Linked DNA regions of Mus musculus: region 2 is linked to region 1. The links are chromatin contacts, called in public HiChIP or PLAC-seq maps. All regions are on one chromosome and are shown on one strand. Each heading gives the region's core, a stretch centred on a gene start, on an enhancer-like site or on the middle of the called end of the contact. The rest is flanking DNA. Distances are from core to core; before and after follow the strand shown. Region 1 holds the start of Rpl39l (ribosomal protein L39-like). Region 2 overlaps Atf7ip2 (activating transcription factor 7 interacting protein 2).

The links. HiChIP or PLAC-seq counts read pairs in DNA pulled down with a chosen protein or histone mark.
Region 2: a contact with region 1 is called in an H3K27ac HiChIP or PLAC-seq map of embryonic stem cells, with 7 read pairs. The contact joins the enhancer-like site here to the promoter of Rpl39l in region 1. A contact is called at or near these places in 1 of 39 promoter capture datasets (macrophages), 3 of 484 Hi-C or Micro-C datasets (cerebral cortex, embryonic stem cells and nephron progenitors), 1 of 115 datasets of contacts at active chromatin or transcription factors (embryonic stem cells) and 1 of 9 other capture datasets (liver).

What each region holds. Positions count from the first base shown.
Region 1 is chr16:10,168,908-10,171,541 of GRCm38.p6, reverse strand. Rpl39l (ribosomal protein L39-like) reads right to left here and starts at 1,314. Exons shown (of 3, transcript NM_026594.2): 1 at 1,218-1,314; 2 at 1,051-1,127.
Region 2 is chr16:10,215,531-10,218,164 of GRCm38.p6, reverse strand. The region is part of intron 6 of Atf7ip2 (activating transcription factor 7 interacting protein 2); the gene reads right to left. Among named protein-coding and RNA genes, the nearest start is that of Gm24667, 21 kb to the left of the region's middle. Within about 2 kb of position 1,309, at least 7 of the 459 cell types and tissues checked have an H3K27ac peak or open chromatin away from gene starts, as enhancers often do. A contact at or near this core is called in embryonic stem cells, where this site is marked.

The DNA of each region.
Region 1 (2,634 bases), core at 65-2,564:
CCATTTCAACCCAAAAGGCCCCAAACATACTGAACATACCAAATGAAAGCCTTAGCATCCTCAACTGGACCCCTTTTTAAAAGCCTGCCACGGTGATAGTACCACTGATGTGTCATGAGACCATTGAGTATGTGAGTCTGACAGGGAATTTCCAGCCCTGTGTACTGACCAACCAGATCTGGCCCTCCACCTCCCCTAAAAAGCCCCATGCTTTTGTGGCTTAGATTAGCTTATTCTGCAAGCCTCCAGCAGTTCTTCAAATGTGTTCCTTAATATTTTATTTGACCAATTGCAATGACTGTTTGCATTGGAGTGATTCTACTATGTAACAAAAAGTATGAAAAGTTGTCATCTCTGCCTTCTTTTTCTGTTTTACTTTGGTTAAGACTCCTTGCTTGACTTCCAAAGGCATGGTAATCACTGAGTATCCTTCTTCCTGTATCATATCTCTCAAAACTGGTGTTGGCAACTAGTTAGGCTTTAACATGCTTTGGAGGACACTAGAGTCAGGGCCCCATGAATACACATAATCAACCTTGTATTAAGCCAAGGATGGAAACTGCAGTACTCTTTAAATACTAGTCAGGGGAACAGGACCTGAGTCATATCTCTGGCCCCATAGGAAGACATGGTAACCCGATTTGTGTAGAAGGTTCTAACTAGATATCTAAATCCTGTTCAAAGCCCCAAGCATTATAACTGTCAACGAAGAGACTCTCTAATACATAAGGGGACATCACGAGTTCCTTCTGTAAAATCAATCCAAATGGGGCTGCAGGGCTGAGGATGTAGCTCGGGTGGCAGTTGTGTGGCATACAGGAAGTCCTAGGTTTAATCCCAGCCTGAGGTAGAAATTCGCCTCAACACAGTCAAAGTAAAAGTGGATCAAGAGGACGAAATCATTGGAAATGTTTGTAAGGGAAACAAAAGGGCCGAGTAAAGGAAAGGGAAGGGGACCACAACTCAGGAGAAAAACCACTACAAAGATCTAAAAGGAAATTGCTGGGCTTTAAAAAAAACAACTAACTGCCATATAGTGTTTCCTCTTACCTCTTCCCGGCGAGTTTAAACCAGATTTGAACTTGGAAAGGCAGGGTGGATTTGAGCGCCTGACTCTGCCGGGTTTCCTAGAAAAAACAAAAAACCGAAAGTTTCCTTGAGCCCCAAAGCTGAGGTGGTAGCACAAGCCCAGGCCGCAATGCCACACAGCGACCCACCTGTGAGCCCTGCACCGCGGGAGCCCTGGACCACACACCAGACCAACCACGCTGCTGCAGGCTCGGCAGTTAAAAGAATGGCGACCACCGGAAATCCGGAAAGGCCTGGGAGCTAGGGAGAGGCAGTGGGTGTTGAAAGTACGCAGGCGCGGATTACGTAAAGCAAGCGCTAGCTTCCAGCGCTTCCGGGTACGGCAAATTCTGGGGCTGAGTCTCGGTACCTTGCGCTTGCTAGTCTTCCGGGGATGTCTGTTAGAACTGTTAAGGCCTTAGGAGCTTGAGATTCAGAAACTGCCAAATACTATTGCACAGGACGGAAATGTTCACCTCTCAAGTATAACAGGAATGCTGCTCTCCACCCCCAGGACTCAAAATATGTTATGAATTATCTGCAGATAAAAAGCTTGCAGACATGAAAGGATATAAAAAAATAACATGTCATGTGCCGTAGTTGCTCTTGTTCATAATCCCAATATTTGAGAGGTAAAAGAAAAAAGAAGTTCAAGGTCACTCTTGGCCACACATAGCAATTGCCAAGTTAGCCAGGGCTACATACGACCCTGCCTCCAAAAGCAAAATCACATGTCAAAGCCACATGTACGATCCATGCCCGTAATTAAGTCCAGGAGCTCAAACTGACAAAGCTGGCAAAGAATCCCGCAAAGGCTTCTGACCTCAAACCCATGTTTATACCGAACCCACATAAAAGTGGCATTCTGCCAGGATAGTTCTACAGTCCATTCAGTCACTGTTGGTTTGGGGGCTCTATAGACATTTTGTACTAAGTTATAGCTCCTGTGTCCAGTGTCAGCTGCATTTTCTCTGACTCACACCATGTCGTCTAAAGATAAACTGGTCCCTATTAAAGGGTAAAACTATCTCCATCTGACATGGAAGCTTCCTACTCTCAACAGTACCTGGTAGCACAGATGGTTCCTATATGAAAGAAACCATGACTCAAAGATAGATTCAGCAAAAATGCTCCTTATCTGAGACTATGGGGTGGAACCTAAGGCAGTAAGCTTTCCACTGGACACCATCCCGATAGTCATTTCTGCCTTCAGAACCCACAGAGCCTCACCCTGATGTGCCTCAGTGCACAACCTTTATTCTCTTGGACAGCTTGTCTTTCATTGTCTGTATTAGAGCACAGTCTGCTTCTGGTGAAATGGAGTTATGCTCATGTATCTTTGTCACATAGTCCCAGGGTTTCTTGGTGGGTAATTTCCAGGGGGCAGGATTGGTGGGATTTCAAGTCCTGAGCTTGGGTCAAACTCAGGGATTGGTAGGATTTTGTTTCTTGGCCTTTGTGCCTGGGGTCAGGGTGTTTTTCCTTTGGCCTTTTCACCCTACATTGCTCAGATACATATCTAAGCCAATAGAAAGGACCCTGATATAGCTGTCTCTTGTGAGGCTA
Region 2 (2,634 bases), core at 60-2,559, 47 kb before region 1:
ACTTTTGGGATAGCATTGGAAATGTATTTGAGGAAAATATGTAATAAAAAAAACCTGACTAAGTGTCTGTTCCTTGTTCCAAACAGCAATTAATTTTGTTATTATAGAATATTAATATTTGATCTATTACATACCATCATTTTAAATAAAATTGACAATCATTATCCCAAAGATAAGTTAAAAAATTGTTTTTATGCATGCTTCTGTGTCTTCTATAAATTCATGCATGCATGCATCCCAATTACTGTGTTTAAAAACAGCCCATCTATGGGAGAAATGTATATGTGAATTGGATCACATGCTTATTCTTTTGAGTTTTCTCCTGCTTCAGCAGAGATAATTAAATTGTGTGCTGTAGATGGTATATATATATATATATATATATATATATATACCAGAGCTCACAATTGCTTAAAATTGTTCATTCCTTAGATCCTATTAATTCTCAAGTTTGCAATTGCTTATGCAACTCATAAGAAAAAATACTGTTCCTTTAAGACTGTTTTTGGACAGTTAAGAATTTGTCCTGGGTTGCCTGGAAAAGACCCCTAGGATTTGCTTTTGTGTTATAGAGATTTACAAAAAGCTTTAGCTGATAAAGGATTACAGATAACTCCTGAAAAGATACAAACTCAGGATCCTCATAATTATTGGGTTTTAGGCTTAACAATCAAGCTTTTTTTCCCCAGAAGATAGTTATTCGCAGAGACAACTTACGGACTTTGAATGATTTTCAAAAATTGTTAGATGATCATATGACTCTGTATGACTCTGACCTTGATTATAGCTAAAAATTCTTTTTAGCCGAAAAGTTAATTTGGAGCACACAGCCTCCTCTCCCAGAAAAGTTACAGCCTTTCTGTGATTCTCAAAGTCACCTCCCCCACACCAGGATCTCTAAGTCTAAGCTTGATTGTTGCTAATTTGCAATTGAATGGAGTACCTGGACTTCCCCAAAGAAGCTTTTATACTGCTGGTTTTCACTGTCTCAACTTTGTTTTTCAAGCAGGTTAGTTAACAACCTTCAGTCTGACTGCAGCAGGTGTACAGTCTCGCCTCCAACAGGTGGCAGTTATTAATCTTCATGAAGAAACATTCTAAGTACATATTGTGGCTTTGGTCTGAATTGGGAATAAGGTGTGCTAATGAGGGCCGGACAGTCAAAGACAGGCACCTAGATCTTGGAACCATACCAATCTAAGACAGAGGTACATGTTAAAAAGCCGTGGCTGTTGATAACACACCATAGAGCCATGTTTTGTGTGAAATAAACACAAACAAGCTGCACGTAGCCTTCAAGATGGAATTTAGATGGTTTGGGAAGCTCTAAGATTTCCTAAGACAGGCGCGGCCGCCAGCCACAATAACTCCCAGGTAGGACTATAGAGCATAAATAAATTTTATGCCTTGGTTCTTTTTTTTTAAATATTAATAACAGGAGGGAAATTGTAACCTCCCCCAGCCTGAAGCAGGCTGAGCCAAGACCTTGACCTTGCTGCTACTAAGGAGATTACCTAGGGTGGAGCCTTCCTCCCTAGATCACTCTATTGTTCAGCCACTGCTGCTGTTCTCCTTCAAGACACTGCTACCTGTTGAGAGGCCCAAGAGCTATTCCAGAGACTACACCCTATCCTGCACATGCTGGTTCCAGGCTCCAAGAATGGATTGGCAGGAATGGGCCTCCCCTCCCTGCCCCTTTATAAGCACTTTTGCTATTAAACATCTGAGCTTTGATTAGGAATCTTGACTTAGCTCCATTTTTCTCTTGACCGCCCAGTTCCCCTCTCTTTTCATCCCTGGCTTGCCTCCCAGGTGAAACCCAGTCCATGTGAGCCATGGGTAGGCTTCCAAAACTATGTCTTTGTGCTTCCTACATATTCAAATAATATTTAATTCCTTCTCAGATCTCTGACAGGATTGAAGACTAGTTGTAGTCTCATAATTGAACTTAAATTATTTAGCATTAAAGAAAATGTTCTAGATTTGAAAGAATAGTTTTCAGATGGTAATGCTAATTCAAATCAGACATAATTCAAGTATAGAATTATAAAATCCTTTAATTAGGATAGATAATAGCATACTTTATCTAAATTGACAAATATGATGGAGTGAACATTACAAATGTCATATATATATATATACCTTATAATTTGCATAACTGTTATAATTGTGTTCAATTTTTATCTGAGAGAAAGATCCTTTTTAACTGGACAAAACGGGGGAAATATAGTGGGTTTGGCCTAATGTTGCTTATATTCTAATATTAATTAGGTCCCCAAAATTGTTTGCATGACAGTCTGCATGTAAAGACACTGAGGGATCCTGCCCCAGTTAATTCTGCTTGGTAAACAGCTGGGAAGAAGAGAGATAGGCGGGGTTTAGTATTTCCAGGTTTGGAACTGCAAGGAAGAAGAGAGAGATCCACCATGCCAGGAAAGTGTAGAGAAAAGAACACCATGCCTGGAAAGAGTACAGGACAGAGAGGCATGGCAAGGAGGAGTTAGGAGAGCGCAGCCTAGTTAGGCAGCCTTCTGGGTCCACAGCAGCCAAAAGAGAACATGGAATTAGTAAGTAATAACTCAGGATCCAGAAGGCTGCCTAACTAAATATGTAAAAATACATAGTTATTTATCT